Linked DNA regions of Mus musculus: all the other regions are linked to region 6. A link is a contact called in public HiChIP or PLAC-seq and promoter capture Hi-C data. All regions are on one chromosome and are shown on one strand. Each heading gives the region's core, a stretch centred on a gene start, on an enhancer-like site or on the middle of the called end of the contact. The rest is flanking DNA. Distances are from core to core; before and after follow the strand shown. Region 1 holds the start of Ankdd1a (ankyrin repeat and death domain containing 1A). Region 2 overlaps Aph1c (aph1 homolog C, gamma secretase subunit). Region 3 has its middle 14 kb from the start of Lactb. Region 4 holds the start of Rps27l (ribosomal protein S27-like). Region 5 holds the start of Tpm1 (tropomyosin 1, alpha). Region 6 holds the start of Snx1 (sorting nexin 1). Region 7 holds the start of Clpx (caseinolytic mitochondrial matrix peptidase chaperone subunit).

Region 1 (2,735 bases), core at 15-2,514, 600 kb before region 6:
TGGTCTACATAGTGAATTCAAAGACAACCCCAGGAATATACTGTGAGAATCTGTTAATAATAATAATAATAATAATAATAATAATACAAAATTTTAAAGCCACACTTAGGCTTAAGGGAGCCCAGTCCCCATTCCTCATTCATCTGGGAGGATGGTAACAGCTGGCTTCAGCATTTTGAAGTCCAGTGGGCAGGACTATGGGGATTTGAGAAAGCTCTCCCGGGTTCAGTGGGCAGGGCTCAGACTGGGCAGCAGGACTAAGACTTCTCAAAGGAGCTGATGGCTCAGTCCTCTTTCCTCTCCCAGGCAGGGCACCAAAGGTCTCCCAGCTACATGCATGCTTCCCACACATTGAGATGTCCTGGTTCTAAGTACATTCTGAAAGAGGCTCTGAAGTTCCTTATCTCACACAGGGATAGGGCTGACCACAGCACCTCTTTCCTAGGCCCTGGTTCCTTCTTTGATATGGTGTCTACACCCCATTTTATTCTGGGTGAACTGAGATCTTTAAGTGTTTGTTTTGGTGGTGGTGGTGGTGGTGGTGGTGGTGGTGGCTGACAGGGTCTCATGTAGCCCAGGTGGCCTTGGACTCCCTGTGTAGCCAAGGATGGAAGGTGATGTTGAATTCCTGATCCTCCTGCCTCTACTTCCCCAGTGCTAGGATTACAGATGTGTGCCACACGCCTGGTTTTACATGGTGCTTGGGATTGAACCCACGGCCTTGTGCATATTAAACAAACATTCTACCGGCCAAATTGTGTGTGCTCCTATTCCTGATTTCAGCATTTCTACAGTCATGTGACCTCACCCTGTCTCTCAGCCCTCTCATCTGAAAAATGGAGATGTCAGTAGGCCCAACCCATATAGTAGCAAAGACAGAAGACTGGCCTGACCTGCTTTAAGGACTGCCACACAAAGCAAGTTATTATCAAGGATCGTTGTCACTCGAGCTTGCCTTGTTCAGGACACCCTGAGTCCCAGATGTTCAGCCACTGTGCCCTACACCTGTGCGGCATTCTTCTGTTTTTTTTTTTTTTTTTTTTTCGGAAGCCACAGAGAAGACTGAGACAGAGGTGTCCAGGCCAAGGGCCAGCCTCTCTCTGGGTCACCCTCTGTGACCTGGGGTCCTCCCACCAGGCATCCGTTCTTTCTGCGCACCCCCCCCCATCCTCCGCCCCGCCCCCGCCAGCGGCATTGGGACTCACAGCCGTGGGTCTCCCAAGCCAGCTCCTCCTCCATCCTGCAGCTCCCGGCTGGTGCTAGGCGTTTAGTTGCCAGGGCGGGGAGAGCGCAGAGCTGGGAGCGCGCAGAGCGGGGAGTGGGTGGTGGAGGCTTTGCATCTCTCTGTAGCCCCTGCTCATTATCAGCCCATCCGCGAATCCGACCCGGGCACCCACAGCTTACACACACACACACACACACACACACACACACACACACACACACACACGCCTTCAAGCTGCCTAGGTCCCTGCGCGCAATCCCCCTGGGACCTCCCAACCTTGATGCCTCAACAAGCCCTCCCACACTGGACACTTCAGACCCCTACTACCCCACCAAGCCTACGGACATAGGACAAAAGATGTATTCAGGATCAGAAAAATCGGGTTACAACAATAACGAGATATAAATTACGTTACTTAGATTGGCTAAAACCAAACGCAAACAAACAAACAGAAACACGGAGAAAGCTGGAGGATGCCATATGCCAGATGCCAGAGCAGACGGTGCAGTTGTCCCAGCGAGTACACTCCGCTGGTGGCAGCAGCCTAAGGCTGGCATTCTGGAATCCAGACTGGCAGAAAGGAGGGAAAAGACTTTTCAACCCGAAGGAAGTAAAATAAATCAAAGGCAAACAAATCAATGAAATTAACATTGTAAAAATTCCTCCAGTAAAATGAGCCACCCTCTGCGCTGCCTGCTGCTCTAAGAAACTGCTATTCCTTTCCGTGTGGAATGCTCTTCCAACCCTTTCCCCTCAGCAGACTAGATCCCTGTCATTCTTTTTGGAGACTAGCTGAAGCGTCAAATTCCCAGTGTTAACTGTGCCTCCAACATTCTCCACTTCTCCACGTTGACATAGCCTTTAATTGTTAGAGCGTGGTCACAATTTTATAATTCCATGACAGTCAAATCACACTAGGCTTTGGGCCCATTTCCCTGTAATTTAATATTAAAAAGAAACAAAAATTTGGGTGTTTTTTTTTTCTCCTTTGTTTACTGTTGGTGTGTTTTGTCTTCTGAGACCAAATCTAGCTTTTTGTCCACGCTGGTCTCCAACACACCGGCTCACGTGATCTTCCACGTCAGCTTCCCTCCAGAGTCAAGTATCAGTCAAGACTCTGACCATACTGCAAGATGCTGGGATACCCCGGAGCCACCCGTTGCCTCCCGAAGAAGCTCAAAAATTCACACAGGCTCTTGAGCGTGGCAGTATTACATCTGTTGAGTCCTTTTGCTGCCCATCTTCTCTGCTTCTCTGTGTGCTGTTTTGTTCTTCGTTAGATGAACAGAAGCATAAAAGGAGGAGAGAGCGGGACAGGACGGCAGACTGCCCCACGATGGGAGCCCAGTGCAGATGTTTGCAGTTCCCTGAGCTTGTGTGATGTTTGGACACTGCCCAGATGTCTCTGGATTTTAGTCCCACCCTGCCCTTGCTGGAGGGGATGCTCTGACCGGTGGCAAATGACCAGAAGATTTATTTCAGCTCCAAAAGACTTCTCAGTGCTTGGCTT
Region 2 (2,832 bases), core at 16-2,515, 690 kb after region 6:
GTGCATAGAAACCAGGAGATAAAAACCTGAAGCTGGTGTTCTGAACAAGGTATGGACTCAAGAAAAAAATATGTGAGGCAGATAAGTGTGTGGATTTATGTAAATTTCTGGTGCAAGATACAATCATTCTTTCAGTGATTGTTTAAAAGAATGCATGACTTTTTTCATTGTAATCTGGGAAGTTATTCTTCTATTTTGATGTACCCAAGAAAAACAACGATCAGACTTCAGGATGTTGGTTGGATTTTTCAGACACAATCTCATTTCAGGAAAGCATACATTGCTTCCACCATGACTACTTTAAAAGGAATGTTCCTTTTTATGTACCTAATATTCCTGGCTACAAAACCAAGCCACAACAACAGGCTGACTGCACACTCAAAATGACCAGGGGCTGCAAATCAGAGCAACTAAATAAACAAAGGAGCTTCTATCTTTAAAAAAGTCTTTAAATGCTTTTTAATTTTAAAATTGTTCAAACTTGCTTAGTCTATGCAAGGAGGAAAAAGTAGCCAATTGTGCTTCCATACTTATAATTTTGATATTGGAGTGCCTTGTAAAAATTGTAGGATGTCTTCAGAACTGATTTTGTTGTCAATTTAACTTTAGCTCATTTTACCAGGGGAAATGAGAGAGGAGGGAGGAAATGACCTCCTCCTTAGTGCTGGTCCTGGTGGTTTTGATCTGCTGTCTGATTCGCCTCTCAAACAACCCTTTGTAGCAAGTCTCATTATCCCAAGTTAGTGCCGAAGTATTAGAGGCTCTGGCGCTGAGACTGAGTAACTTGAATATGAACTCATGGCTGGTTGTAAATGCTTTCCAATATAGTAAAGTATTCTGGAATCAGAAGGCTGTCTGCAACAAGAACCTGAGACTTTGGTAATGTTCAGTTTGGTAAATTATGAGGTGTTAAAAAAGTACTGGCTACTGAAACAAGTATATAATTTTGCACCATTTGCTTTTTACAATTAGAAACACTTGCTAGTTTTAGAAAAAGATATATAAACATGAGTCAATATAATTAACATTTTCAGACTTTCTCTGATATTGCCAAAAAAAACAAACAAACAAACAAACAAAAAACCCAAACCAAAACAACAACAACAAAATCCTGTTTTAGGTGGGTGGGTTTTAGCGGCAATGGGCTTGTCTGGCATGTTGGAATTTCCATTATGAAAATATCCCAGTGGGGAAGAAAAGAAGAACAGAGGTAGAAGCTGTAGTATCAAAGGCTGGGTAGAATGATCCAATTTCAGTGAGCCTTTCTGAGAGAAAGCTAGCCACCTGCTGTGGTCTCCTGGGGAACCTGGGCTGGTGCCTGTTGATGTTGTCTGTTATCCAGCTGAAAGGAAATTAGGTTAGCAGCTGCACTGGGCCAAACGGAGCACAGTGTTACCTTCTGGTGTTATCCGGTACTGGGAACAACAGGTCAAGGGATGAGGTCCAGTTTTTCCCATTCTGACAAAAGCAGGCATAGAACCAAAACCCTTGGGGGCTGAAATTTAGGGGCAAGATCCTATGCTGGATTGAAATTGAGTGCTTAAAAGGAAAAGTAAGATAGAATGCTAGGTTGACAAATGAGGGAAAACAGAGGCCCTACCAAAGGGTTCTATATCCTGATAGAGACACCAATGCCTGGTGCTTGATGCAGTCTCACCGGATCCTACAAAGTTCGGTACATCAGAGACTACGGGTCTAGCTCCCACGTGACTGTTTCCCGTAATTTGTATTAATTCCGGAGTTCAACGCTTAGGACTGGGGTTAGGACTAAAGTGTGCACCCCCAGAACCCATGCACATCTTGGCTAGGTAGCAGGCAATCATAATCTCAGCACTTCTTCAGTCAGATGGGAGCTGAATACAAAAGAATTCCCTGAAACTCCCTGCCCAGCTCTCCTGGCACTCACAGCAACAGCCAACCAAACAACAGAGGCCTTGTCACAAACAAGTAGAAGGTGAAGGAAATCCCCAAGGTTGTCATGTGACCCCCACATATGCACCAAATATAGGTTCCTGTCCTCACACTTGCATAGGAATGAAAACACCCCCACCCCCCAACACACACACACCATACACATGCACATATGCACACATGCACAAAAAGATTTTCTTTTTTAAAGAAGAGAATACTGCACACTTAATAAGAAACGTGAGCAACTTAGCGGATGGAGTAGTAGATAGTAATACTCTTCATTAATCTCTTTCTTCATTCATTCACCCAGCAAACCCTCTGAGGGCCTTTTTAAAGGTTTGAGTAGAGTGAGTTTCTTGGTTTTCGATCACATTCTAAGGGGCTGGAGAGATAGCTCAGTGGTAAAGAGTACTTGTTTGCTGACAGAAGTTTCAGTTCTCAGCATCCATATGATGGCTCACAGCCATCTGTAAGACCAGTTCCAAGGGATCCAAAGCCTGCTTCTGGGCTCCTCAGGTATGCAGAGGGTGCACAAGCACACATTAATGTTTGTTTCTGATCTACCAACAAGCAAACAACACAAGTATAGGTACATAATAACCCTTTACTGGATCAAAAACTAAGAATCCTGTTGCCTCAGCTCAGACACAGGGTTACAAAAGTGCACCACCATGCTTGGTCACACTATTTCCTTACTGCCTTGTAAGTTCAGGCCTAGAATTTATTCCCACTTAGAATAAAAAGATGTATAGGTGTCTATGAAATACAACAATCAATGGAAGAAAAAAGCTGGCTTATACACGTGTCCTTTGACCTCCACACACACACATAATAATTGTTAATTTTTTAATTAAAAGAACATTTTGGCCACCATCAGACATTTAAACGTGGATACAACACAGAAAGTTTATATGGTAACTC
Region 3 (2,788 bases), core at 206-2,705, 860 kb after region 6:
ATTCGGTGTGAGCACCACTCCAGGACTGTAGGGGCTGAAGGAGGGTGGGTCTTTATCATAGAGTCTCATTCATGCATGTTTAATTATAAGGGGAGATAAAGGCTCCTTAGAAGGGTGGTGTTAGTCATTAGTCACAGTTTAAAGCAGAGACCTGCCCTAGGTTGGGGGTCCTGGAGCGAACCTTCCCAAGGGCCTGCTCTGGAAACTGATCATGGATGCAGCAGGGAAGGGGTTGGGGGAGCTGGGAGTCGAACGTGGCTGCCAGAGGGGCAGAGCTGGGAAGGGTCAAAGCGAGCTCACTGGAAGGCAGGCTTGGGCTTTAGCCTTAGAGTGGAAAATATCCCAAAGAAAGTGCTGACACATGTAGATTTGTACATCGAGACAGTCTTTCTGGTGACCACGTGGAGAACAGACTTCCAGGAGAGAACAGGGAAGCACAGCTGTGGAGAAGACCGGTGAGGCTCTTGTGGGCACAGGGGAGACTCCTGAAGGTTGCTCGGATGGGGTCCTGGCAGTACACAAAGGGAGAGGCAGCAAGTTTCTGCTTGAAAACCAAACAGTGGAAAGTTTCAAAGCTTAAGCTTCAAGGCAAATATGAGTTAGTGAGTGAGGTTTATATTAAACTAGAATGGCTCATTTTAAAGGGGGAAATGCCAGCTCTGGCCAGGCCTAAGTGCACAGCTCTCTGTAGAAGGAGTGAGTGACTCACTCCATACCATGAGCCTCAGATATGCCGGAGATAGCATCTCAGGGGGAAGTTTACATATTCAAGTTTATGTCCGTGGGTGGCCAACATTGTTGAAGCTTCTACCATATAAATATCCCTAACATTCTTTTTGTGCATGTGTGTGTGGGAGGCACTGTTTCTAAAACCACAGTGGAGAGGGGCTGACCTGAGGGGTGAGAGGCTTACAATAAACTGGGAATTCTGGGAATCTCACCCCAGGAATGCTGGCGTCTTTCCACGCTTGTGACTGTCTTGTGAACTTTAGGATTTGGCAGCCGGGCAAACCAAATAGCTCCCGGCACAAGAGTCAAGAGAGCCCAGAATAATCTCTGCTTCTCTGTCTCATGTCTCTAAGGGGCATGTCTTAGCCCCCCCTCCTCCAGTTGAAGCAGATTCTCTTGTCCAAGGATCTATCTGGACTATTTTTTTCCTCTTATACTTTCTTCTGTTTGTGTGTGTGTGTGTGCGCATGCATGTAATATGTATTTATAAGTGCACATATGTATATGTGTGGGCGTATGCATAGACATGTGGAGACCTGAGGGTGACGCTGGCTGTCTTCCTCTATCACTCTTTGCCTTATTTCTTGAGATGGGATCTCTCACTGAACCTGGAGTTCACTGATTGATAGACTGACTGGCTAGCAAGCCGGGGGCATCCTCCAGTCTCTGCCTCTCCAGTCCTGACATTCCAGACACACCACCACACCCAGCTTTTTATGTGGGTGCTGGGGAGCTGAACGTAGGTTTGTATGTTTGAATAGCCAGCACTTTACTCACTAAGCCATCTCCACCCCTTCAGCGTTTCCCTAACGTGCCATCTAGTTGCTTTTCCCGGGAGAGAATCCCACATGCTCAGATTCAAATCTCTGGTCTAAAGCCTACTGATGAGATACCCAGATGTCTTCATTAAACTCACTCACTAATGTCAGTGGGGCCTGTGGACTATCCAATCAGATGTTATTATCCAATGGCCTTCTATTCTCTCCTCCCATTCCCACCCCAGCAGATGGACAATTTGGAGACAAGTGTGCATGACTTGGGGGTCAGGCTGAAGACTTCCAGATTGGGAGCTTGGCCAGTGCACTCTGAACTTGCCCCTTATTCTCCTTCAATGACTCATTATGGAAAGGGGAAAGAATGAATGCCTAATGACTGTCGGTCGCAACACATGTCCAAGGGACTTCCCAGAACCTCATTGCTGAGCTCTGTGCTCACGTGAGCCTCACCACTCTGAAGTCATCATTAAAAACCACGGCTCTCAGCCTTGGCTGCACCTGGATTTCCCAAGTAGGTGGAGGTGGGTGGCATCTTTACAAAAACCAAGGACACTGGATGCCTAGGGTAATGATTTGATCCATTGACTGGGCTGGGGGTGAGTCACCCCAACTCTCTGCCGTCCATACCTGCAAAGCAAACTATGGGTCACTTTAGTTCCATTCTGTCATCGGTTTGCCTTGCCCAGAACACACTTTCTTCCTCCCTCCCTAACCATTTGAAAATGTTCACCTGTGTGAGACTGGGGTCTACATGCATACTTAGCCTCAGAAACTTGGCCTTCAACTATTTCCACCATCTGAGAGGACCAGGTCTGGGCTTGGCCACACTTGGGAGTTGTGTATGGATTTTAGATTCTTAAAAACAGTCTGGGAGGGCTGGAGAGATGGCTCAGCAGTTAAGGGAACTGACTGCTCTTCCAAAGGTCCTGAGTTCAATTCCTAGCAACCACATGGTGGCTCACAACCATCTGTAATGAGATCCGATGCCCTCTTATGGTGTGTCTGAAGACAGCTACAGTGGACTCATATAAATAAAATGAATCTTTAAAAAAAAAAAACCAGTCTAGGAAGTAGGACTGTGTGCTATCCTTATTTGATAGGTGGGGAGTCTAGAAAGATCAAGAGGCTCATAGAACACCCCCCGGTTCTGGAATTTACTGCTCTGACCCTCTGCAATCTAAAGAATGGCTTGTCTGAATGTTCTTTGAAAATGGCAAAAATGGTCACCACCCACTGGTGAAGAGTAAAGAGACCCAGACGTGAAGTGAGTGAGCTCAGAACAG
Region 4 (2,700 bases), core at 53-2,552, 820 kb after region 6:
AACTGTACTCGTCAAGTAACCACAGACCATGGACATTGAGACATTGGAACTTCTAGGACCATTATTTTCCCCGTACACACATAATAATTTACATAGTTATCTATATCACCATATTTAGTATTGACTTACAGTTTATTCATTTTTGGTGTTCCAGAGATGGCCCCATATGGCTGAAGATGATCTTGAATTTCCAACCCTCCTGCCTAAACCCCAAGTGCTGGATTATAATAAGTGTGCCCCATACCCCTAGATGTATCCAGTGCTGGAAATCAAACTCGGGGTTTCTTACTTACTGGGTGAGCACTCCTCCATGAGGGAATGCGGTGTTTTAATTTTCTTCTGCTTTATGCAAATTGAGTATTATACATCTTTTTTTTTTCCCCAAATTGGTAGGACAGTCTTAGGGTCAAGCTTATAAATGGTGTATGTGTGTGTGTTTAAGCCAGGGGGTCAATATCAGGTTTCTTTCTTAGGTGCCACCTACCACGTTTTCTGAGACAGAGGCATATCAAACACAGCAGCAAATGGGATTTGTTTAAAAAACTATTTCAGAGCAAAGCAAACCGGAGGTGAAGCCTATCCGGTGCAGAACTTCAAGTCTCACTCCTTAGAAGGCACAGACACAAGACTAGAAGTTTGTTTCACAACCCGTCAGTGGGATCTTTCTAGTTAAAAATTATTTATTTAGTGGTGTTAGGGATTTAACCTAAGGCTTCATGAAGGCAAGGCAAGCATGCTATTAGCTGAGCTACACCTCCAACCCCAAAATCAGATTTTTAAATTTAATTATGAGTGTGTGTGTGCGCGCGCGCGCATAGGGAGTGCAGTGCCATAGAGATCAGAAAAGACCTGCAGATCTCCCTGGAGTTGAGTTTGAGGCAGTTTCGAACCGCCCAGCTCGGTTCTGAAAACCAAACCCAGATCGTCTGCGGGAGCAGTACACAGTCTTAACCAACACACACTCTTAAGCGCTGAGCCAGCCCCCTCCCAGGCTCGCCTATGGTGTTTGTAATACAGCGAAGAACAAAGATTATTGTTCCGTGTGTCCCCCTGTCCGCTGCCCCGCACAATGAACAGGGGAGACCAGGCTAGTTGCAGCCTCGGGTCTGGTTTCCCTCTAATGCCTAATGCCCGGGCCTCCGAAGCCCGGCCTGGGTGCAGGGCGGAGTCGGAGTTTAACGCAGAAGCCATTTAAATGTCCCTCATTGGACTTGGCCCGGCGGTCAGGGCGGGAGCCGTACCACTGAGACGGGAGCCTAGAGCGGTCGCCCCCGCCTCCACTCCTCTCCACTCCTCCCCGCCGCCTCTATCCCGGAAGTTGCTGAGGGGCGCTCGAAAGCGAGCAGTTCGTCTCGGCGACCTGGAGCGGCCGCGCTTGCGGAGCCGTCACCATGCCCGTAAGTTTTTGACTTTGGGCTCGGGCTTGCTTTCCTTCAGGCTTTCTGTTAGTCTGGCGCCTCGGCAGGCGGCTAAGCCCGCGGCGTCTCTTGCTCCTGCGGGCCGAGGCATGGCGGGCTTGTTGAGACTTGTCCGGGCGACACGGCGCGGCATGGCGTGGCGGGCCCTGTCCGGGCTCGCGTGAGTGGCCAGCCCGTGGGGTGCAGCTCCCAGCTCACCATGGGCTTCAGGGTCACTAACGGGCCTCGCAGCTTCCGACACGTTCACTCCACCCCGGGCGAGCATGCCGCAGCCCTGTGCTGGCCATTGGATGTGGAGCCCCGGGGCTGAGGTCATCCCGGCCTTGTTCTGATCTGCTGCGCTGCGGCTTCGGGGAGGCCCGAGCCAGACGCTGGTTTTTACTTAGCTTTGATGGCTACCCAGCCAAACGACAAAGGGGTTCTCTCTCCCATATGCTGCCCGAGCGCTGTAAAGTGCCAGGAAAGGACTGGCAACGTGTGGGTGAAAGTGGTCCTATCTTGAAAAGTTAGGGTCTTAAGTACCCCCTCTGCGGAGTGTGCCTGTTGCTCCTGCTTTGCGTTCCTCGTGTGATTCGGGCTGCCACCCGTGTACTGTGACTCCAGTAGTAACAATATGTTTCCTTCCACAGCTGGCTAGAGATCTGTTACACCCTTCCTTGGAGGAGGAGAAGAAAAAACATAAGAAGAAACGGCTGGTTCAGAGCCCAAATTCTTACTTCATGGATGTGAAATGTCCAGGTATAAAATTTCAAATTTCCCTGTCCTAAAGGACGTTTCAGGAAAGATTCACACTTTAATAAGTCAGGATCCACTGTTGACTAGAAATGACATTACAGAATTGTCATAAGGGTCATTTTAAAGAAACATACTCAAACCTTTGTAGAAACATATGGGAGCCAGGTAAAGGATACGTTGACTTAAGTCTTTAACTTAAGATGATCATTAAGATGATGAATTTTCTTTTTTGCAATGCAAATAAAATATATGTTGATTCTTCATTCTCAAACTGCTGTCTGATGTGTTTGCTATACCATATGTGTCTGTTTAGTACTTAACATGTGGAAATGGAAACAGAATTTAAGAGTAAAACACTACACTGAAGCTATAACTTGAAACAGATGACATGTCTGTTACATGCTGAAATGTTAACGGTTCTGGAATACTAAATTTAATGTTTCACCTTAAAAAAAACAAGTGACTTCTAGAATAATTATTGTTTACAGAATTTACAGGAAATTCTGTTAAACTTAAGTTCTGTTAAAACATCACTTAATATATAAAT
Region 5 (2,807 bases), core at 46-2,545, 920 kb after region 6:
GTTGGCAGTGGAGTACGGGGAGGGGGGAAGGGGGAGGGGGTGGGGTGCGGCAGGCAGCGTGATCCCGCAAGGTGCGGGTTGAGGGTGCATAGACCATAAAGGACAGGGACAGCGGGAGAGAGAGAGAGAGGGAAAGACAGGGAGGGAGAGAGAAAGAGAAAGAGTTAGCCATTCGTGTGCAGTGCCTCGCCGCGCGCCCGGGGTACCTTGGCGGCGGTCTCGTCGGCAGCCAGGAGGCTGTCCTCCGCCTTGTGCAGCTCCTCTAGCACCCGGTCCCGCTCGTCCTCCGACGCCCGCAGCAGCTTCTCTTTCGCTGCGATGTCCTCCTCGAGCTGGGGTAGCGGCGAGCGGGCGCGGGCGGCCGGCATGGACCGGGTGGGAGACACATAACAAATGGGTGCCAGGTTGGCTGGAGCCCTGGGGCTAAGGGATCGCTGCTTTGGGGCTCAAGGGACCCTAAGATATCTCTCCCAGAGATCTCACTCAGTGACTCATCTCGCACACCACCCCCCAACCCGGGACCACACGCTCCGGCCGGCCGAGGACAGCAAGCTCAGGTTCTCAATTTGAGGGACTGCCGAAACATGTCCTTGTTTGGCTAGCTTTCCGTGTGTCTCCCATTCTGTCCCATCTTTGTTCTTAGGAAATAATTCAGTGACTCCCTCCTCTTCCCTTCAAAGTCTTCATCCCGTGTTGAGGGATCTTTCTCCCCAACCAAAAAGTCCAAAGAACTTCGGACACCTTAGGACTTGAGCCTTGCTCCGCTCCCCCACCCTTCCCTCCAGGCAACCCGGGAACTTGTATCCTTTCTCTCTTCCTCTTTCAAAACTGATTCCCAACCCTAAGAGTCAAGAGCCTCTCTAGGGAAGAAGCTCAGTGGACCTCGCAGACCGTGGGAGTCAGAGAAGGGCCACGAGCGTCCTCGGACGAGACAGAAAAGTTAGAATCAGTCTAACTCTCGCGCTTCTCCTTTTCTTTTTTAAACGTGCGCCCCTGGACACCCTGGCTGGGGATGGGATGAGGAAAGGGAGCCAGTTCGGGTCCCGGGGCTGAGCGACCCACGCTAAGCTGGGGCATTGGAGGTTGGGGATAAATGCAGACCTGCTTGCTCCGGTCTTCCGCCGCCTTCTTATCAGCCTCCGCTTGCTCAGCTCGATCCAAGGCGTTCTCTTTGTCGAGCTTCAGCATCTGCATCTTCTTCTTGATGGCGTCCATGGTGGCGGTGGCGAGGGGCCCTTAGGCAGCGGAGCGAGAGGAGACGCGAGCGCGGTGGGGTAGCAGAGCCGGAGTGCGAGCGCGGAGCTGCCTGCTGCTCCCTGATATGTACTTTCCCAGGGGGGCGACCGCATTCCTTAGGACAGCCAATACTTTTTTGGAAAAGCTTGTTCCTCCTTCCCCCTTTCCCAGTCTCCTGCCTCCGCCCCGTGCCCCCTCCTCGCTCCTCCCGCGGGGGCCCGCACGCCCATTCGCTGCCGCCTGCCGGCCTCCCAGTTGACGGTGGATATGACTATATATGGGGACCCGAGCCTCCGAGGCCGCGGCCGGGCGAGGCCGTCCTATTTCTAAACCTGCACGCCTGGGAAAGAGCGCCGGGACCTCGCTGGAGAGGAGCCCGGCACTGGGCGAGAGTCTCTAGCCACCTCTCAGAGCCATCGTCTGGCGGTCAAGGTCCCCAGAAGAGCCTGCCCGGAACCACCCGGAATAGGGCAGGTGGTGTGTGCGCACCGGCTCACTCTGCCTCCAGGTCCTGGGGTGCTGCTCATTGTAAGGTCCGGGGGCTGCCAGTCACGGCCACTGCCCCTCCCCTCTGGGCCTGGGAGCTCTCGGTACCCAGCTGGGTCCTTGTGGCAGCACTCAGCCCACTCACCAGTTGTCGTCCTGGGCTCTCACGGTCTGGACATTTCAACCAGAGCAGAGAAATAGAGGTGGAGGAAGGTTTGAGGGCCATTCCTGAGACCCTGTCTCTCTGCCCCTGATAGTGGACATAGTGACACACAGGCAGTCTCGAGTCTTTTCACCAAACTGGGGGTGGGTAGTAAAATACTTTAGGGACTTAAGGCCCAAAAGTGCCTGCGCTGTGCTTTGGAAAGGGCAGAGGGAGTGTGTCAGTGTGTAGCGGTCTAGGCGTTTTTCTTCCCTGTGGGAGTCAGTGGTGTGAGTGTGAGTGTGTGTGTGTGTGTGTGTGTGTGTCTGGTCTTTAGTCATCGGCAGCTGTGATTTGTAACAGCTTCAATGCTGTAGCTTCCCTCCATTTATTCATTTGCATGTTTTACTAGAGTCGGTTACTTATTTGGGGGGCGGGGTCATGGAGGTGCATTCGTGCTTTGGTGGACTGTAGAGGTCAGAGAGCAACTCTTTAAGAATCCAACACAGGGGGCTGGTGAGATGGCTCAGTGGGTAAGAGCACCCGACTGCTCTTCCAAAGGTCCGAAGTTCAAATCCCAGCAACCACATGGTGGCTCACAACCACCCGTAATGAGATCTGATGCCCTCTTCTGGAGTGTCTGAAGACAGCTACAGTGTACTTGCATATAATAAATAAATAAATCTAAAAAAAAAAAAAAAAAAAAAAAAAAAAAAAAAAAAAAAAAAAAAAAAAAGAATCCAACACAGGTCTTTGTGCTTGATAGCAAGCTCCTTTACCTGCTGAGCCATCTTGTTAGTCCAGTTTCCTTGCTTGGATCCTTACAGGGAGTTGTCTCTCTCTGTAAGGCATTTGGATGCTGGTGCTGAAAACATGGTACAAATTAGCTAAGGAAATGGTTCTATCTGTAGCCTGATCTCTGCAGAGGGAAAGGGGCCAGCCA
Region 6 (2,700 bases), core at 67-2,566:
TAAAATTTTAACTACGGCCATGTTAAAAAAAACAAAAACAAAAAACCCTCCAAAATCTAAATTTTTTCTAATGTAAGGGGCACCTCCAAGTTTTCAGACACATGCTATATACAGAATTTAAAGTTATTTAACTCAGTCTGATACTGATTAGCTACTCTGAAGAGAAACAATAACCAAGAAAGGAAGATAACTGCATAGACTCGGTACTGAAGACGTTTCTAAGCTGGAACTAACTGTACCGAGTGGTATGAGTCAGTGTTCTCATAAAACAGCCCAAAACATCTCTCCTGGTGCTGTTAACCCATGACATTCCACACGGAAAGACAAGGAGGTTTTGGTTGTTTTGCCAGCAGCTAGCTCTCATTTGAAACCTAGATATTTATTATGGGAGACAGTTTTTCCCTTCACATTTACAGATCTGTTTCCAAGCACTTTAATGCATCCTTTTAACAGAAACAAAAGCTTTCTGATCCGTGTAATCTATTTCTCTCAACCAGCATTTGCCCTGATTCCTGGAGAGATCAAAGGAGTCACAACCTAACTTCCATAAACTAGTATCCAGAATGGGCTTTTGGTAATGACCAGGAAGTGCTGGGTATAACAGGAGGATCAGTGGGCGGGTCATGGTCCTTCCTAGATCACGTTTCCACTTTCGGTGCAATAAAACAAGGGAACTGATGGTCTGCACCTCATTTTCTAATTTGTCATGTTTAAAGTCAGTCTGCCCAGGACACAACCAGCAGAAATGCCCGCTGAATCCTTGGGGTAACCACACCTCTGGGCCAGGGGACGGCCTAGGTTGCTCTTGGCTATTAAGGATCCGTGGTGAAGCCACCACACCCCTCGTCTCTTCCCGCCCGGGCTTGGGCAGCCAGGCTCTAGGGCTCGTTTCCTACTCAGGGCCCTGGAGTCCTGATTGCTGACACCGAGCGAAGATTTCCCACCAGGCCCACTATCTTCAAAGCCCTCGAACCCTTAATAAGGGTTCTCTTTTGGGGGGCTCTTTTCTGTCTGCTGCCCCAAGGATGGGAACTCACGGCTGCCGCGGCGCCAGTGAAAATATCCTCCCCCTCGGTGTCGCTGTCCCCAGCCTCGGGTTCTGACCCCCCGGCAGCCCCTTCCGACTCCGGATCCATGCCAGGGAAGGGCGGAGGGAGTCGCTCCGAAGCGCTACAGCCACCACCTCCTGACGCCATCTTCCTCCACCCGTGGCGGAAGCAGCAACAACAACTTTATAGACAGTGCCGCGAGCAAAGCGCTCCAGCCGTGTGAGGTGCGCGAGGGCCGTTATGGACCCAGAGGGACCATCGGGGCGGAACCTGGGGGAGGGACCTAGGGCGGGGCCTGGGCTGCTGCTCAGCCAATCCAAGCACTGAACCGCAAGGCTGCACTGGGGCGGGCCAAGTAGGCAGAGGAGGAGCTAGAGGCTGAGGAGTTCCTCCGGGTCTTTGTGCCCTGCATGGCTCTATCTGTCACGCTTCTAAGGTTCTGTTTGAATAAAGTCTGTGACTAACAATGTTTGAAAACCTCTGCATGCCACCTGCTCATGCCAAGCACAGTGTTCTCTGAGAGATTCAATAAATATTTTTGATTGAGGGCTGAAACGACTGCAGGAAGTTTTGCCACTTAGTTTTTGGACATTAATTCATTTAACATATACAGAGCATTCACTGTGAGCTTGGCACCTTACTGTGCGTTTCAAATACAAACACAAAAGCTCCTGGCTCACAGTTTAATGAGGCAGTCTTGTAAGTCAACAATTTAAACACACTCAGTGTTACAGTGTGCAACAATAAAAAGAAGTTATCGATTTTTTGAGAAGCCAGGCTTCACACAAAGGGGAGATTTCCGTGTATTAAATTCGGTCCTTAAGAATTTTGGGTTATAGCCGGGCGTGGTGACACGCCTTTAATCCCAGCCCTCGGGCGGCAGAAGCAGGTGGATTTCTGAGTTCAAGGCCAGGCTGGTCTACAGAGTGAGTTCCAGGACAGCCAGGGCTATACAGAGAAACCCTGCCTCGAAAAAAAAAAAAGTTCCCGGAACTTAATCACAGGTTGGTGAGTCGAAGTCAACTAGAGTTTAAAGATAACATAGGTTATGTTATCACGGACTAATTTGCAAGATGATCCTTTCAAGGAGCTGAAACCTGCCACTAACACCAACAGAGGTGGTTTGCTTTTCTGGTTGAAACCACCTTAGGCAGGCCTGAAATTCTGTGTCCAAAGCTGGCCTCAAACTCAATGCTCCTCCCTCGGCCTCCCAAGTGCTGGAATTACAGGCATGAGCCACCAGGCCTAGCAAAGTTGGCTGTTTACAACTGCAAACTCAACATTAGGGGTGGATTCCCTTACAGATAAAGTAAACTGCCTGAAGGTCAGGAGAGTGTCTTAGTTTGTAACTTTTATTCCTGCATACACATTGTGTATGGCAAATTAAGTGTCTAATAAATATTTGAGGTGGAAACACAATCAACTCTGTAACTGGCACCCATCACAGCCATGAACACACAAAAAAAAGGTTAAGAAATGCTTTTTTAGGATGTTCATCTCCGTTATCATTACTACATAGTGAACACAGATAAAGTTCTCTCGCTGTAATTTGGGTGGTGGTCGATAGAAATCCTCCCCATGGAGAGAAGCTGCACTAAACTAAGTTTCTAGGAGATAAGAAAACTAAGCCTTCCCTGTCCGTAGGCATGCC
Region 7 (2,700 bases), core at 187-2,686, 830 kb before region 6:
AGGCAGAGGCAGGCGGATTTCTGAGTTCGAGGCCAGCCTGGTCTACAGAGTGAGTTCTAGGACAGCCAGGGCTACACAGAGAAACCCTGTCTCGAAAAAACAAAAACAAAAAAACCCATAACTTCTCTTTTTGGGCGGGAGAAGCCAGAGACAGCCCTCTTGGTTTGCTCACAGCATCCATGGAGGGAGAGCTTCTGAGAGAGTCTAAGAACACAGTTGGAAAGCAACATACTGAGAGGACTTGAGTCTCTCCTCACAACTGTATTCCTGGATGCAGCTGAAGAAGGAGTGGGTCTTAGTGAAGAAAGACAAGAATTCTCTTTCATCTCTGAAACTTTACCATGAGGTGTTACCACGAGTCAGCTCTCTAAGAAAGAACCCTGTAGTAGTATGAACCACCTGGAATTCCCCTTCTGTGAGCTAGACCCGGGGAACTGGAAGTCACTTTTCTGGCTGGAGATTGACGCTGGTTAATGTAAGTGAACTGGTGTTGATCCTGGCTTAATTCTCTTTCCTCACAGTTTCTGTCTAAAGGTTCCAGCAGGGTGTGGTACAACTCGGTAGTCTCATCTAGAGGTGGGAGCACAGGCATCAGATGTTCAGAGCCATTTTCAGCTACAGAACAAGTTCCAGGCCACCTAGCAATTTGGCGGCTAGAGTTGATGATATATATATAATTACTCTGGCATAAATTCCAAACCAAACCCAAATAAAACCCATATGGTGTTAGAGGCAGTACTCTTAAATTCGAGGTCAGCCTGGTCTACAGAGGGAGTTCTTGGACAGCCAAGGTTACACAGACAAACCCTCGCTCAGAAAACCAAAACAAAAATCCACACAGGCAACTAGCCCCGACTGAAAACTTTATCATCACAAAGCTTGAAAGAGCAAGGAAAGCTAGCTCTATCCAGCTTGTTGCTCGGAGTGGGAGTGGGATTAGGAGACCATTTCCATGCTGCAAATGAAACGAAACAGCGAACATAAAGGAAGCCAGGATATAGAGTCCATGAAGGAAGGAACTTGCCGAAGTGCAAGCGCCTGGTAGTTACTGTCTGTTTATAATTATTATGTGGGATTATGGTCTTTACCACTGAATTACATTCTTAGTTTTCGGATCACTTAAAAAAGATCCTCACCTTTTTGCGCTTTTATTTCCCCTGCTCCTAAGAAGCGTAGGGTCAACTCCCGACACGGCGCGTGTCTCTTTGGGTCTAAAACTTTTTAACATCCGAATAAAGAGACTTCCCGAGAAATTAGGCGACCGCAAAATTTTGGGTTCGCCGCTTGCCGTAGCGCGCTCATTGGTGCCCAGGTTACCGCCCCATTCTCTGGAATCACGTTAGTCTCCACGCATGCGCAGCGTAAACTCACGCCTCCTCCTGGGTCTAGGACGCAAGCGCGCGCACGCTCCCCGGCCGGGGTGGGCGGGGAATGGGGGAGAGTAGGGAGGGAGGGGAGGAGGGGAGGAGCCTACTCCGGTGAGTAGAAGGCGGTGGGACGCTGGGATCGTCCAGGCCTGGCTGCCTGGTGGGGAAAACGCTGCGCCAGCATAGAACCGACGGAAGGGAGCGGAGCCAGTCAGCGGAACACTCGCGCGACACGATCGGGTCGCTGAGCCCCCTCGATCCTCAGGGCGCGAAGCCCTGGCCTAGGCCCCGCGGAGATGTCCAGTTGCGGCGCTTGTACCTGCGGCGCTGCGGCCGCCCGGCTTCTCACCACTTCGCTCACCTCCGCGCAGAGAGGTAACGAAGTAGTCCCGAGCCGGTGCCCGCTCTGGGCTCTCGGCGAGTGAACCTGTGGGGATCCCGGGGGGAGAGGAGGGCTTGAAGGCTGCGAGGCGCTACGAGCCTCTGGAGTACCTGGCTGTCGGATTGGAAGGAAACCCGGTGGGCTATCGCTGGCCTGTGAGCTCTCGGGCCTTCGGAGTTTGGGGGCTGGAATGAGGCCATCTCGCCTCAACTCAGGGAGAACAACCGAGTGCGACGCAACACTCGTTAAAAGTGTCCCCCGTGCAGCCCTTCTTGGGGCCTGTCACTTTTGGGGAGTCTGTGCCCGGTTGTCGGGCTAGTCGCCTGGACCGGCAGCGCAAGGGTGTCACTGACATTGTGCGGTCTCGGGGACGACAAGACGTAAACACAGCTCGCTGGCCTTCCAGATATTTGGGAAACTTGGGGTCCCAAGATATTTGGGAAACTTGGGGTCCCAAGAAAGCAGCGGGGAGGTGGGGCGAAAACGACCGCTGGAATTCCTGAAATACTTAAATTTAGCAACAGTCATTCGCCCGCTTCCCCAGCTTGACAGCTGGGATCAGCCTCTAAGAGTGGAGTGGCTCTTGTTTACTTTGCTTCTCTATTCATCAGGACCTGTGACAGAGTGCACACCTGCCAAGAGATTCCGGGAATGAAACCCGTTTTTCTTTCCCACAAGTCTATGCATATCAGATTGTAAGGCTAGGTCTTGTTAGGCTCTGAACTTACAGATGTCTTTTCATGACGATCCTTGGATCAATAAAAGCAGTTTTCCTTTTTTTTTTTTTTTTGACTAATTCTAAAATCATCATTGTCTACTAACTGTATAATTGGCAGTTTATAATACACATGAAATGGAGTAACATAGGCGGAAGCATTTAGTATTGACACGTAAGTGTAAGATTTAGTCTTAAAACATTGCCACACCTCAAGTAGGTGTCCCAGTTCCAGA

The links. Promoter capture Hi-C pulls out the DNA fragments that hold promoters and counts their contacts. HiChIP or PLAC-seq counts read pairs in DNA pulled down with a chosen protein or histone mark. Capture Hi-C pulls out chosen DNA fragments and counts their contacts.
Region 1: a contact with region 6 is called in an H3K4me3 HiChIP or PLAC-seq map of fetal liver, with 5 times the contacts expected there. The contact joins the promoter of Ankdd1a here to the promoter of Snx1 in region 6. A contact is called at or near these places in 2 of 39 promoter capture datasets (hippocampal neurons and liver) and 3 of 115 datasets of contacts at active chromatin or transcription factors (embryonic stem cells, fetal liver and microglia).
Region 2: a contact with region 6 is called in an H3K27ac HiChIP or PLAC-seq map of differentiating embryonic stem cells, with 5 times the contacts expected there. The contact joins the enhancer-like site here to the promoter of Snx1 in region 6. A contact is called at or near these places in 7 of 39 promoter capture datasets (the HPC-7 cell line, cranial neural crest, embryonic stem cells and 2 more), 4 of 484 Hi-C or Micro-C datasets (B cells, CD8 T cells and cortical neurons), 14 of 115 datasets of contacts at active chromatin or transcription factors (the 230-238 cell line, the SCID.adh cell line, T-cell acute lymphoblastic leukemia and 10 more) and 2 of 9 other capture datasets (embryonic stem cells and liver).
Region 3: a FOXA1 HiChIP or PLAC-seq map of pancreatic cancer cells shows a contact between it and region 6. The contact joins the enhancer-like site here to the promoter of Snx1 in region 6. A contact is called at or near these places in 5 of 39 promoter capture datasets (cranial neural crest, liver, neural stem cells and 2 more), 3 of 115 datasets of contacts at active chromatin or transcription factors (large pre-B cells, pancreatic cancer cells and stem cell-derived neural progenitor cells) and 2 of 9 other capture datasets (adipose tissue and liver).
Region 4: a contact with region 6 is called in an H3K27ac HiChIP or PLAC-seq map of extraembryonic endoderm stem cells, with 5 times the contacts expected there. The contact joins the promoter of Rps27l here to the promoter of Snx1 in region 6. A contact is called at or near these places in 11 of 39 promoter capture datasets (the 3T3-L1 cell line, the C10 cell line, the HPC-7 cell line and 5 more), 8 of 484 Hi-C or Micro-C datasets (CD4 T cells, CD8 T cells, adipose-derived mesenchymal stem cells and 4 more), 27 of 115 datasets of contacts at active chromatin or transcription factors (the 230-238 cell line, the SCID.adh cell line, acute myeloid leukemia and 16 more) and 2 of 9 other capture datasets (adipose tissue and embryonic stem cells).
Region 5: a contact with region 6 is called in a promoter capture Hi-C map of adipose tissue, with 2.0 times the contacts expected there. The contact joins the promoter of Tpm1 here to the promoter of Snx1 in region 6. A contact is called at or near these places in 3 of 39 promoter capture datasets (embryonic stem cells, erythroid cells and pre-B cells), 2 of 484 Hi-C or Micro-C datasets (CD4 T cells and CD8 T cells), 5 of 115 datasets of contacts at active chromatin or transcription factors (T-cell acute lymphoblastic leukemia, astrocytes, embryonic stem cells and 2 more) and 4 of 9 other capture datasets (adipose tissue, embryonic stem cells, embryonic tail and 1 more).
Region 7: a promoter capture Hi-C map of pre-B cells shows a contact between it and region 6, with 5 times the contacts expected there. The contact joins the promoter of Clpx here to the promoter of Snx1 in region 6. A contact is called at or near these places in 4 of 39 promoter capture datasets (the C10 cell line, erythroid cells, liver and 1 more), 2 of 115 datasets of contacts at active chromatin or transcription factors (astrocytes and pancreatic cancer cells) and 2 of 9 other capture datasets (adipose tissue and liver).

The regions. Positions count from the first base shown.
Region 1 is chr9:65,518,955-65,521,689 of GRCm38.p6, forward strand. Ankdd1a (ankyrin repeat and death domain containing 1A) reads right to left here and starts at 1,265. Exons shown (of 15, transcript NM_001370871.1): 1 at 1,206-1,265. The coding sequence starts at 1,239.
Region 2 is chr9:66,812,251-66,815,082 of GRCm38.p6, forward strand. Aph1c (aph1 homolog C, gamma secretase subunit) reads right to left here. Exons shown (of 6, transcript NM_026674.3): 6 at 2,744-2,832. Among named protein-coding and RNA genes, the nearest start is that of Aph1b, 18 kb to the left of the region's middle. Within about 2 kb of position 1,266, at least 19 of the 459 cell types and tissues checked have an H3K27ac peak or open chromatin away from gene starts, as enhancers often do. A contact at or near this core is called in differentiating embryonic stem cells and embryonic limb bud, where this site is marked.
Region 3 is chr9:66,988,311-66,991,098 of GRCm38.p6, forward strand. No RefSeq gene overlaps it. Among named protein-coding and RNA genes, the nearest start is that of Lactb, 14 kb to the left of the region's middle. Within about 2 kb of position 1,456, at least 135 of the 459 cell types and tissues checked have an H3K27ac peak or open chromatin away from gene starts, as enhancers often do. A contact at or near this core is called in adipose tissue and pancreatic cancer cells, where this site is marked.
Region 4 is chr9:66,944,784-66,947,483 of GRCm38.p6, forward strand. It overlaps Rps27l (ribosomal protein S27-like), which reads left to right and starts at 1,303. Exons shown (of 4, transcript NM_026467.5): 1 at 1,303-1,397; 2 at 2,048-2,156. The coding sequence starts at 1,392.
Region 5 is chr9:67,047,918-67,050,724 of GRCm38.p6, forward strand. Tpm1 (tropomyosin 1, alpha) reads right to left here and starts at 1,296. Exons shown (of 10, transcript NM_001164248.1): 1 at 1,102-1,296. The coding sequence starts at 1,215.
Region 6 is chr9:66,123,570-66,126,269 of GRCm38.p6, forward strand. It overlaps Snx1 (sorting nexin 1), which reads right to left and starts at 1,317. Exons shown (of 15, transcript NM_019727.2): 1 at 1,038-1,317. The coding sequence starts at 1,196.
Region 7 is chr9:65,292,824-65,295,523 of GRCm38.p6, forward strand. It overlaps Clpx (caseinolytic mitochondrial matrix peptidase chaperone subunit), which reads left to right and starts at 1,437. Exons shown (of 14, transcript NM_011802.3): 1 at 1,437-1,742. The coding sequence starts at 1,664. It also overlaps the pseudogene Gm16218.